Regions from separate parts of the Mus musculus genome. Here region 1 is linked to region 2. Evidence: chromatin contacts called from public HiChIP or PLAC-seq data. All regions are on one chromosome and are shown on one strand. The core of a region is the stretch at or near the end of the contact, and the rest is flanking DNA. Distances in the headings are between cores, read along the strand shown. Region 1 holds the start of Cpeb4 (cytoplasmic polyadenylation element binding protein 4). Region 2 has its middle 19 kb from the start of Gm39673.

The links. HiChIP or PLAC-seq counts read pairs in DNA pulled down with a chosen protein or histone mark.
Region 1: a contact with region 2 is called in an H3K4me3 HiChIP or PLAC-seq map of forebrain, with 7 times the contacts expected there. The contact joins the promoter of Cpeb4 here to the enhancer-like site in region 2. A contact is called at or near these places in 11 of 39 promoter capture datasets (the 3T3-L1 cell line, 3T3-L1-derived adipocytes, the HPC-7 cell line and 7 more), 26 of 484 Hi-C or Micro-C datasets (the AML12 cell line, the AtT-20 cell line, the BV-2 cell line and 18 more), 17 of 115 datasets of contacts at active chromatin or transcription factors (the 230-238 cell line, PVALB interneurons, VIP interneurons and 12 more) and 3 of 9 other capture datasets (adipose tissue, liver and pancreatic islet).

Annotation. Positions count from the first base shown.
Region 1 is chr11:31,866,908-31,873,529 of GRCm38.p6, reverse strand. It overlaps Cpeb4 (cytoplasmic polyadenylation element binding protein 4), which reads right to left and starts at 2,590. Exons shown (of 10, transcript NM_026252.4): 1 at 118-2,590. The coding sequence starts at 1,242.
Region 2 is chr11:31,693,524-31,700,037 of GRCm38.p6, reverse strand. No RefSeq gene overlaps it. Among named protein-coding and RNA genes, the nearest start is that of Gm39673, 19 kb to the left of the region's middle. Within about 2 kb of position 4,962, at least 55 of the 459 cell types and tissues checked have an H3K27ac peak or open chromatin away from gene starts, as enhancers often do. A contact at or near this core is called in VIP interneurons, brain, cerebellar granule neurons and 10 more, where this site is marked.

The DNA.
Region 1 (6,622 bases), core at 1,341-3,840, 180 kb before region 2:
ATTCATTTCCTAAGATCTCTAATGTAAGCACAGACAAGTCTGATTCTCTCATTCCACAGACACTCCACCACACTACTTCCTTATTCATCTTAATATATTAATGGAACAACATCTTACCGGAAAAGGAAAAATGTTGTCAGCCCTGTTCAAGCTATCTTCCATCCAGGATTTTGGAGCAAAGGCTGAGCTAGGGCGAGCATACTTCTGGAGCTGAATATGATTGCTTGCGAAATTTTTCTTCAAAGGTGAGATTGAGTTCAGGGGTGTTATTCCACCGTTCAGCCCTCTGCGGTGATCCCGGCCTTGAGATGCTCCCCAGCCACCGTAGCCGCCACCTCCTGGGCTCCAGGAAGAAGAGGGGGTTGGAGAAGGACTCTGGTAGCTGCTCCATGGAGAAGGAGGTTTGTTAAGATTATTCGCCAAATGAGGCAGCTGGTTAAAAGCAGCACTTCTATGTGTGAAAGGTGGGGGGTGGGGACTGGCAGGAGACCTCCTCTGCTGCTGATGCTGGCTGTGATGGTGCTGGAAATGGGGGTGATGAGGATGGTGCTGGGAGAGAGGCCCGATCTGAGGGGAGAAGCTACCACCAAAGCCAGGGCTGACATGATGGGGAAAATTTTGAAACAAGAGAGCACCATTATTAGCTGAAGCGCCAGGGACCCCTCCCTGGTGAAAGAAACTTGCATCTTCATTGATTATAGTGGAGGAAGAAGGTGCTATCGCTGCTGACCAGTTACTGAAACCAGTAAGGGACGATGCACTGGATGTCAAGGGTTGGGTGGAAGTCCCGAGACCGGTGGCTTCTTGGTAATCAAACCCTGTCAACACTGGTGATTCAATGCGTAGTTTTTCTTTTCCGTTGCTGTTTTCTGAAGAACTGTCCCCTGGATTTTCTTCAGCTTTTGCCTTTTCAGTTTCAGGCAGTATTCCAGCTTCCTGACCTGGACTCGGGGAGAGCTGTTGCTTTTCTAAAGGGTCTTGTTGTTCTTGCTGTTGACTTTTTGCTTTTTCTGACCCCAAGATCTCATCCTGAATGTTATGAGTAGCCGGGGCAGGAAAGAGCCAGGCTGACCCAGCACTGCTGCCATTGGCAGCTGTGTTATTATTTATAAAAGCAGCAGGGTTGGGGGTGGCATTTTGGTGATGGTGTGGAGGCTGCAGATGTGGATGGAATCGGACTGGAAAAGCAGATTTATTCCCAGTATTGCTTTGCACTAGCACTCCAAACCCGTAATCCCCCATTTATTATTTTTAGGATCAGAATCTCACAATAAAAAAAAGACAACCTAATGTCTCACGTCTTTCCTCCCCTGTATCTCAAATATGTTTGCTTGAAGTATCTTATTTATAGCTAACTCAAAGATCACAGCTTATCACCCTACGTATCTCTGATTTGGAATTCTGGTCTCTCTGAATGGAAAAGAACCTAAAAAAAAAAACCTCTTAAAATATTGATATGAATCCAATTGGGCTTATTTCAAGGAAGGAATAAAAAAGGAAAAAGGTAAAAATCAAGTCTTTGGTTAGTAAAATAGGCGCTTTCTTTTTCCAAAGGAAAATGTTCATGAATGACAAAAACACAGCTTCTCAAGCATCTATGGATATAGAAGAATAAGCATTGTGCGGAGTAAAAATATATATATATAAAATTTAACAATCACATATGGTCTTCCTCAGCAGTTTAGATTCACATAAAAATTAGAATAGGATTAAGGGGTGAATACGTTCTTTTCTTGGCAGCTTGGTTAAAAAAATCAGGAATAATTTAAGAACATTATATATTATATATTTATATATAGATAGATTATATTAGGTTATCTGGGGCGGGAGGTGAATTTCTGGTTGCCAAAGAGGAAATCAGCCTTGACTAAAGGAAAGATGATTGCAGGGAGATTTCTGCTGTTCCTGGTCCTGTTTCTGTTCTTTTGTAGGGTGCAGTGTGGGCCTCTGGGGCTGTTCCTTGGGCTCCGGGTGCAGATCTTGCTGCGTTTGCTGTTCTTGGGCTCCCCTCGGCCTCCTTTCCCCCATGAAAGGGGTTGGAAACACCCGTTTCTCCCTCTGGGGGGTGTCGCGATCAGGAGGGATTAGCGAGACTGGACAAGGGCAAGCTGGCGGCCCGGGGGTGCGGGGAGCAAGGGGGCGACCTGGAAGGTCCTGCGGTTTCTGCCTCTTCCCCTCTCTGCGGCTCCGGGATTTTTTTCCCTCATGGGACCCAGGGGCGGTTTGTTCAGTTCTCTCAGTTCGATTCTCCGCCGGGGGGAGGGGGAAGGGGGATGGACAAAAAGGAAAACCCCGCTACCGTAGTTACTCTACAGGAGAAAAGCCTCCCCCCTCGGCTCGCGCTCTCTTTTCCCCTAGACTGATTGGAAACTATAATTTAGAAGGCTTTTGTTTCTCCTCACGGTTGCTGGGCCGCCGCCGCCGCCGCTTTTCCCCGGTCCCGCAGTCCCAGCTGTCGTCGTTGCGGACTCCGTCTGGCTCTTCTTTTTCTTCCTTCTTCCTCCTCGTCTTCCTCTGCTGTCGCCGCTGCCGCCGCCGCCGCCGCCGCCACTGCCTCCGGTGCCCAGGTCCCGCAGCCGCGGCTGAGTCCTTCTCCTCAGGACCGAGCCGAGTGAAATGACAACCAGCTGGAAAGACCGAGAGACACTTCCGGTTCGATGAGGGAGGGGCGGGGTGCTGCGGAGGCCACGCCTAGCAGCCGGAAGACCAATCCGACACCACAATCCCGACTAGGCCACGCCTCCCAGCCTCAGAGCTCCACCCAGGAAGGTCTCTGGTCATCTCAGAGCCGCCTCTTCCGCCTGCGCCTCGCCCAGCGGGGCCGGCGTCGGCCTCGGGTCTGCGCACCCAGTGCAAGCGGTGCACCGCCATCTTTTTTATGGGCAAAGATTCCTTTGCGATTTATGTTCCCAAAGCAGGCTTCTTAGGAAGTCCGTAGAGAGACGCTCGGAAGAGAATGGACATCTTGCACACTGAAACACTGAGCTAAAGTGTTGGGGGTCGAAGTGGCAACCCATGAAACCTAGAATAAACGAGAGGCCTGCCCTGAGTAAAGGTGGGTGCCCCGGGCATCACGTGCTCTGGCCCGAGCTCCGCCCCCGAGGGATGGAAGGAGAGGCGGGTTTTCCCGGCATCTGTGCTGTGCCTAGAACTGCATAGTCCTTATCCTGAACGCACGTCTCCGGAGGGATTCCCTTCAGTCTCCATTCCTCCACCCGAACCACCTACTCTCCCATCCTCCCTTTGAGATGCAGATGCTGTAGGCGTCCATGGCTGAGCCACCAACTATTAGCTTTCTACTCCACCTTCCAAGCAGAACGGAGGGATTTTTCTAAAAACGAAATTCCAGTCACGGTCCTGTTGTGCTCATACCTTTTTAAAAATGGCAGTCCGTTACCTGGAGAATAAAGACCAAACTCCGTATTGTCCTGTGGGCAGTATTCTCTGTGCCTTTTTCCACGCCTTTGTCGTCTCCTCTTGGCAAACTCTCATTTCGTTTTAGGAGTAAGTCTCCAACCTACCTACTCTGCCTTCGGAATCTCTTTTTACAGGCATACATGACCCTCGATACCGCTCATGCTTTTATATGGCATTATATTACATTGGTGGCTTATGTCTCTAAATCAGTGCTTAAAACAGTAGTTCTCAACAACTGGGTTGTGATGCCTTCAGGGAGGTGTCCAATGACCCTTTCACAGGGATTGCCTAAGACCCTCAGAAAACACAGATGTTCACATTACAATTCATAACAGTAGCAAAATTACAGTTATGAAGTAGCAACAAAAGTAATTTTATGGTGGGGAGGGGTCACCACAGCACGAGTAACTGTATGAAAGGGTCGCAGCATTAGGAAGGTTGAGAGCCACTGCTCGAAAGATTTGACATTGAAGATTGGAAGCACCAGAGAGGAATCTTGAATGGAGACATACATAGAGAAAAGCAGCAAGAATGAAATCTTTTCTGAAAGGTCTGATATTCAAATCTGAATTCATCATTTAGTTTCTTATGCCATTTGGTTTGGAGCTCACATGTTGGTTATTTGCTGTCTACTCAAGGCCTCCCTGTCTTTGCCTTTGTATAGGCCTACTATCGTTTACTCTGCTGGGGCCTGAAGTAATATATTGTCCTCAGCATAAGTTTTAGATATGTGTTGAATAAATGTTTCCTTTGGGAAATGGAAACTGAAGAAAAAACTAAGATAGAGCCCAAAGTAATTCCAACAAAATCATATATCTATATCTATATCTATCTACCCAGTATGGTGACACACACCTTTAATCCCTGAGTTCTAAGCCATCAGGTCTACACATCAAGCAAGTTCCAGGCTAGCCAGGGCTATCATCTTGTCTCAAAGACTCATCATCACCGTCATCTAACCCTTCCTTCTATATCAAGTGTCTCAATTCTCCAACACTTCCTGTATGGCTTGCCTATGTGGATCTTATTCGGGGATGTTATTCTCCTTCGTGTATATGTATCATACTGACCTCTGCAGTTCTGTGAGTTCTTTGAGCATAGGTAAGGTTGGATCTTACTCTGTTGTTTTCCTTTTCTGCCGCTCCCCTTGACACACACACACATACCTTGAGACTGAGCTGGCTCAGCCAGGTACTATTTCTTTCAGAATGATTTCCCTAACTTCCCCTTACTAGAGAGTCTTGTAAGATTCCTCTTTTTAAATTACTACTGGGTGTCAGTAAGTTAGTTTCTTAAGGGTGATTTGTGTGTGTGTGTGTGTGTGTGTGTGTGTGTGTGTGTGTGTGTGTGTGTGTGTGATTTGTCTTTATGTCACCAGTGACCAATAGAGGATCTGGCTCAGAACAGACTTAGTACATGTTTACTTAATGACTAGCTGGATGTTCTGTGTCCAGTAGATGGTTGTGGGTCACTTGGAGCTATCAGTTCTTCTCAGTATCTTAAAATGGCAACTGTGTCTTAGAGGAAACTGACCTGAAAACCAAACAGCCCTCAATTTGAACTCAGATCTGCTGCTTCCTCCTTATGTAGCCTTCAGCATCACCACTCCAAGTCCTTTCTTCCCCATAGAGCCATGTGGACAGTATCCCCAGACCTTCCTAGGATAGTGAGTTACATGAGGTCTGTGTAAGCGCAGTGCCCACATGCAGGGATCAAGATACGTGTTCCTTATTAAGACATTGAGTCCAGAGAGTTGCTTCAGCGGCATCTTCTACCTAGAAGAAGTTGCATGGACCAGTGTTCAGGAACCTCTCTTGGTTTGCAGAAGACATTCCAGGATCAGTCAGTGCTTCCGTACCAGGTCACTCTACTTGTTTAAGGTTTGGTCTGGGCTGAGACTAGGATGATCACTGGGACATCTGAGTCATCAAGGGTCAGGCTGGTGGTTAGACACTGAGAGGAAGAGAGAAGGAAGGGAGAAACGGTTCCTTTAAGTCTGCAATCTACTCAGAAACTCAGGATATTCAACCCAAGACTATCCTTCTTGAAAACATTGTGGCCTCAGCAACTGTCCCCTGGTAACCATGACAACAATTCAGCGACTCTATTTGGGATCTTTAAAGGGATCTATTGTTGCAGATAAGAGCTGGATGGAGCACTCAGCCTGCAGTAGGAGTCCTATCCATGAAGTATGCTCAACAGGAAGCTGGCAGGTTGCAGGGAAAGCATTCTTTGCCCAACCATTAAGGTGCTACCTGGTTCAAAAATAAATTTTGAAAGCTCCCTTCCTGTCTAGAATACAGACCCTTAAAGAAACTATAGACTAGGGAATGCCTATAGCCTGCTAGCTGCTGCCTAGCCCCCTCTAGGTCTTGAAGCCAACCATACCCCAAACTTGGAGCCTTCCAGGAAGTAATGTTAATGTCTGTACCAGCCTCTTTCTTCTAAAGCTTGGCAGATGACATAATTCTCATACCATAATCACACAGGGTAAACTCTGGCCCCCTAGAGCTCTAATGTCCTCACTACTGCTTTTGAAGCATACATTGCCAGCCATTTCCAAATAGCCCACACCCAAGCTACCTAGAAGCCTATCTAATGACTTTAGCAGTCATAGCCTCCACCCAAGGCTGTTTATATTGTGTACAGTGCAGTTCCATAAGGTACCATAGACTAGTATATGAATGAGATCCACAAGAGTTATACAGTACATGGGCCCTGGTACCTTTCCTTTCTATAAAACATAGGGACACATTAAAAAGTATGGCACCCCTACGGAAGAAGCTACCAGATACTAACATAAATGATATAAGCTCATATCTATGCATGCAGAAATATTTAAAGCAATTTATCTTTTTAGAGTCAGCAACCCAGAAGGTTTTTAACTGAATTGAAGAACTTAGTGTCTTTAGTATTGGTTTTAGTAAAAAGGTAAGTCTAGACAGGTATAAAGGCTGACTGTATAGGAAATGAATACTCAATAGCTACTTGACTAGCAACATTAATGAGCTTCCTAATAAAATGCCACGATACACTTTTTAATGAATATAAAGATCTCAAGGGTTAAAGGCAACTCCTGTGAAGGCAAAGAGAGGATGGGATAACTTTGAATCATCTCATTTAGGAGTGCCTGCAACTCGCTATCATAAAGTGAGCTAGAGGTGGAGCCAACCCCCAGCACAGATTTTTTCTCAAATTCCACTTC
Region 2 (6,514 bases), core at 3,713-6,212:
GGCTGCACCAGAACACCTGGGCTGCTGGAGATAGGTTTCCATTACATGGGATCCACCATGCTCATGACTTTGTCACTGTGTCTCTCCCTGTCAGGCTACGAAATAGCCAACTGACCTATGATGGCTGATGAAGCTGACACGGAGAAAACAGGTGCACATCATGGAGGTGAGACTTCTACCACAGATATAAGGCTTCTTTCTGTCCAGCCATGTCTGAGCTTTTGTTTGGACTTTCCCTTTGAGCCAAAGCAGTATGGGCTCAGGTCACCAGTCCCTCCAGACGATTGTTCTCAAGGAGCTCAATGAGTTTCTTACTTCCTCTGTTTATTTAAAGGACAGGGTGTGAGGGCTAGGCTTTGTTTGGCTCCTAAGTTGTGAGTGTAGCTCACTGTGGTGTGGAAGACGTGACAGCAGGTATGTAAAGCAGTTGGTTACATTGGGGACTCAGTCAGGAAACCCTGAGACCCATTAACCCTCTTCTTTGTGTCCAGTCCACAAGCCCAGCCCACATACTGGGCCACCTACCCACAGCAGGGTGGACCTTCATACCTCAGCTAACCCAATCTCGGAACTCCCACAGAGTTCCCGCTCAGAGGTTGGTCTCCAAGGTGATTCTTGAATCTGCCGCATTGATGGTCATTATTAACCACCACAAGGTGTAGTGACCCACACACAAGCAGATATTTACATTTACCAGAAAAGATTATTAGAAAGCAGGTGTGCAAAGGATATTAGGGAAGGAGAGTAAGAGAGGGAGGGAGGGTGAGAGGAAGGGAGGAAGGGAAGGAAGGAGGGAGGGAGGGAGGAAGGGAGGGAAAGGGCTCAGAGGCAGATTAAATGCTGCAGTTTCCTCTAGGTGCCAGTCATTTGGCTGGTCATACTAACAGATGCTGCTGTGCTTGCATCAGCAGAAGAAAGGGCCATGACTCTCAACAAAGCTAGTCAATTTTAAACCTTACCTACTTAATGACTTAGGTTCAAGAGTTTTAGAGTTAACTGTCCTGGCACCCAGAATTCCCTTAGCCACTCTTTGAAGAGACCCCCAGAGGTTAATGAGCTTGACATATCTTTGACATTTATTGGATTTTACAAGGTAGTAGATCTGACTTTGAAAACTGACCAGATATTCCAAATAAGTGGCAGCTTTAGAGAGCTGTCTTGGAATAAAGACTTGATAAGGTCACCTTGAATGCCTGAGTGCAGAAAGACTCAAGAGAAGATATCAGAATGCTAGAAATTGTAAAGTGATCAAGGTCTCTGCCAACGACCCTCAGGGTGCCCTCTATCCTGACCTGCCTTACCCACAGATTCTATGATTCACACTCTCTCTGCCTTACCCTGTCTGAATAATAACAGGCATTGGTCTCTTGTTTAAAGCAAAAACCTTCACTTATTCAACAAACATTTGTGGGAAAAGCTTGGTCAGAATGACACTAAATAATCAAATATTTCCCTGCACAGGAAGCCCAGAGATTATGATATATCATTTCTTCTCTAGGCTTAGAGGCATGAGTGGGATTCCCCAACACCCAAATGAGACCTGTGTCCCATGACAAGTCAGGCAGAGAGGACTGTAAAGTCTAAAAGAAGGAAGGATGAAGACAAGCTGATTCTGGGGGAATTAAGAAACCCTCTGAATGCAGGGTATGGTTTAACTGGGTCTCACAAAACACATAGACGCTCAACAGATGAAGGAGAAAAAGGATGTCTGGGTTGGACATATAGATGTTGTTGTTGCTGGGGGGAGGGGGAGGAGTTGTGGGGTGGGGGGAAATCAGAGCATGAAGAAAAGCTTAAGGCTCAGAAAGAGTGCAGAAGGATATTCATTGCCTGAGAGATGAAAATTCCAAGAGAGCTTTTGGGAAGGCAGTTTAGTGATATTTGTTCAAATGTAAGATGAACATGATGCGTGCCACTTTGTGACTCAAGTCTATAGACATTAAAAACAAAACCTCTAGTGTCACAGGCTACACTCACATTATATCAGTGTTGCATGCCTTTAATCCCAGCACTTGGGAGGCAGAGGCAGGCAGATCTGAGTTCGAGGCCAACCTGGTCTACAGAGTGAATTACAGGACAGCCAGGGCTACACAGAGAAACCCTGTCGGGGGGGGGGGGAAGAATAAAAGCGAGTAAGTAGCTACTTATGAAGAAGCTGACTAAATAAGATATGAGGTTCCATGGGACAAGAAGGAAGTCTGAGGTAAAGTTCCAGCACTGCTGAGAGATGGTGTGTTACACTGGGAAGTCTTACGCCTTGGTCTTTCCCACTTCCTGGCACAGGACCCCTGATAGCAGTGGGATCTTCACTTACAAATGTATTTTGGATGCGAGTGAGGTGAATGGTGGATGGTGCTTGACAGCCCTCAGGTAGCTTCAGGATCAAAGGATTGGGGCTTCCACCCCCACCCCTCAACCTCCAGGGAGGCAACTGGGTTTGGAGGCTAAGTTGATCCCACCACCCATTAATTTAATCAGCCACTCCTAAAAACACCCAGAAAGGACAGAGTTCAGAGATGTTCCAGGTGGCAAACATGGAGGATCACAGGCTAAGGCACGGGAACTTCCCACTCATCTGTACTTACTAACCTAGGTATCTTTCCAGCCATTTTTCAGCAAGTTGTCTGTTTGTTGTATCCTTTTAAAATAAGACAGGAAACATAGGTGGGCATTTCCCTCCTGCTCTATCAGCCACTGCAGAAATAAATCCACCTTGGGGAGAAAACAGTAACTTGTCACACCTATAGCCAGCCCAGTGGAAGAACAGGTAAGATAGCCTGGAGGTTGTCACTGGTATCAGAATGGGGGTCCTGGGCTGACCGCCTGTGGGGCACGAGACTCTGTCCAGGAAGACATTCTCAAACTGTGCTGGATTAGAAGCTAGGAGGACAGTTCTGACAGATCTTCAGTGGAGCCATGGGAGGGACATGTGAGGACTTGGAGCAGTGGAGCCCATGACACTAGGAAGGAAGACGATTCTCTTTTCTACCACTACAGGCCCAGGGGTCTGTCTCAACTATGGACTGGCGTTAGACTGATGGGACAAAGGCTCTTTCTGGAGGAGGGCAGAGTGGCTGTAGTGTGTGGGGGCTCTTGGTGCCATTGGTGCTGGTGAATTCTAGACAATTTGAGTGGCTACATGGTCTGTACACACCCCCACGTACCCCCCACCCCACCCACACTCACTCTAGAAAGCCCCCATGGCTCTCCTGGAATTTCAGTTAGTTGTCTGTGGGTTGTTTTGAGATCTTTCATGAAGAAGTAGAGTCCTGACTGAAAGAAGTCACAAGTGCACATCACACTCTCCAAGAAGCACAAAGTGCATTGTCGAAAGGCCAGACCACAGTGTACACGCCTTCAACTCTATATTTACAGCCACCCAGCCCAAGGATTTTACATCTCTCTCACAAGGCCAAGTTGGAGCGCAGCTAGGGGAATGACATTGTTTTCTTGTTTCATGGTGGACGTATTTGGCAACGAATGGATTGTTCTGCTGTTTACACAATTTGGTGAATAGAGTCGAAGCTATTTGCAGGAACACATTTAAAGGGGACTGGGTGGTACATGAATGATATTTCAGTCAAGCTGTGACCCTGTCATCTGCAAAGTACCCCAAACGTTGGAATTGGACTTTGAATTTGAGCCTTCCATGAGCCAAATGTGGAACTTGGAAGAACCCGGGTTGAGCCTCAGCTCCTCAGTGTGATCAGATGATGGTCACATCATGGAACCCATGTGCAGGGAAAGTGAGAACAGACGTGTGGAGGTTACTGGCCTGTGAGATACAATTACAAAGTTCATGTGCTACACGCATGCATGCATGTGCTGCATGAAGTCCCTGTGGCCCCTAGACACCTGGGATGCAGCAATGCATCAAACTTCATTCCTGTCTGTGTGGAGAAAGCAAATTGGGGTAAGTGATAGTCTCTAACATTATACTACTTGCCTTAGTCATGTTCTAATGCTATGAAGAGACACCAAGACCAAGGCAATTCTTATAAAGGAAAGCGTTTCATTGGGGCTGGGTTCCAGTTTCAGAGGTAAGCCCATTATTATGATGACTGGGAGCATAACAGTGTGCAGGCAGACATGGTGCTGGAGAAGGAGCTGAGAGCTTTACGTCTTGCTCTGTAAGCAGCAGAGAAAGAGAGAGAGAGAGAGAGAGAGAGAGAGAGAGAGAGAGAGAGAGAGCGAGAGAGAGAGAGAGAGAGAGAGAGAGAGAGAGAGAGAGAGAGAGAGAGAAGAGAGGAGAGAGAGCTCCCAGTGGAAAAGTGAGAGTTTTTGAAACCTCACAGCCAACCCCAGTGACAAATGTCTTCCATTAAGGCCACACTCTATTCCAACAGGGACACACCGCCTAACCACTCCAAACAGTATATCAGCTGGGGACGAAGCACGCAAATACATGCCTTCCTCAGGGCAGTGGACACAGAGAAATAGGCATAGGCACCACTCTTTGGACACAGCTCTCCTGACCATGCAGTGCCCAAAGCCCATGGCTATGCCTGCTCTGTAGCCTCTTCTGTCTTTCCTTGGCTGGAGATGTTCTCATGCATCTACTCGAGCACCTCTGTGACACTGGTGTCCTTTCAGCCTAGCTGAGAGGTCTATGCACCCTGGGTTGTCCCTGTTCCTGGTGACAAGTGTCCAGTACTTGAAAGAAAGATATGTTGGGATAAAAAGGTAAATCCAGAAAGTAGCAGCAGTTGAGTAAAGAAGGCACCAGGGCATCCAGCTAGCTACTTGACACTCGGGACTGTGTGGTACTTAAAAGGAGGGTGGGGTGAAGAAGTGGTAGGCAAGGAAGATGAAGTAACACGTGAACGTAGCTCCAAAATGAGACTTGGCCCTTGCTTCAAACTCTAACTCCAGGGTTCCTCCTTCTTTGTTGGCTCTCGCTTATGACAAACCTCATAATTCCCTGTAGGTTGGCTGAGTGCAGCTTGCGAGTTTCTATAGTAACTGTCACCATAGCACCAGAGGCCTGGCTCCAAATTCCAGCTCTGCTGAGACCCTGAGCTGCTGTCAGCTGCTCCATTCCTAGCATCCTCCATTCCACAAGATAGAAAGAAGACCCAGGCTGGGGATCTACACACAGGGGTATGGCTAGGGCCTGCCAAGAGGGTTGGCACAGGGATGCGTGGCTCAAGGGGGCAGTGTTAAGCATGGCATCTGCAACAACAGAATTGCCCAAAGCTGACCGCTTCTGAGGATCTCAATTTGTGTTGTTTTGCTCAGACGGGGAGGAGCATCAGATCTGAATATGCAGCAAATGTGGGGCAGAAAGGCTGCCGTGGGGCCTGGCAGAAAGAGAAAAAAAAACCCTAAAATAAATAAATAAATAAACAAAACGGGGTGTTTGTGTGTGTGTGTGTGTGTGTGTGTGTGTGTGTGTGTGTGTGTACTGAGGTCCTGTGACTCCCAAATCTGTGGCCTCTCTGGGCCTCACTTTCTCATTCTGTAAAATGGGAAGAGTGCATAATGTTACTACTATCTACTTCTGTTGCCAAATAAGTCCTGTGCCTTGTATTAGTGGGTGCTTGGTTCTTGGTAGTAGAGAGATGCCAGGCATGCACAAGTCACCAGCACTGAAAACATTAAACTTAGATAATGTGTTAATAGGTAATGCTTTAAGTGTCTGTGTGTGTGCCTGAGTACATGTATGGACCAAGTTGCTGTCATTTACTCCCTTCCTTCCATACACGCAGTACCCATAGAAGCCAGAAGAGGGCATCAGATCCCCTGGAACCTGAGTTACACATTGAACTGAACTACCACCAGGGAGCTGGGAACCAAAGCCAAGTCCTCTGCAAGAGCAACCAATGCTCTTAACCATGAGCTACCTTTCAGCCTCCAGATGATGTTGCCTCTGTGACCTCAGCTGTATGCCCTGATCCCATCTGTCTTCCACTTGCTGTTCCCCTCCTATCCTGGTCTAGCATTTCTGGGAGCCTAGGAGACAGAACATGGCTTCCTGAATCATGAACTTGACTTTCTCTCCAACTGCTGTGATTTGCTGGCTTTCTAACCCTGGGCCTGATGAGTTCTCTCTGATTCCCCAGTTACCTAATCACAAGTCTTTAGTGATTCCCTTGGTTACAAGACTTAAACACCACCAGGCTGGGGTGACATGACCCCAGTAATCCTAGTGATGGTGTGGCAAAAAGTGCCAGATTTAGCAAATAAAAATATAAGATGTCAAGGAAATTTGAACTTCAAATTAAGGCTTTTTAGAAATTATTATTCTAGGTATGCCCCTATTATTATATATGCATACTTTAATAATAATAATAATAACAACAACAGCAATAATGGTTGTCAGAAGTCCAGATTTAACAGGATAACTTCCATTTTCTCTGGCAGCCTTAGGTGGGCAGATACTAAAAACCAAGCCAGATCTCCCTGCTAGGTAGCATCGTGAGCACCCACCGCCCCTCTGCAATTTGCTTTCTGTAGCCATCAGAGGCAAAAATAGCTTGCAGCTGCTCTCCCCACACCCCAGCTCATATCATGT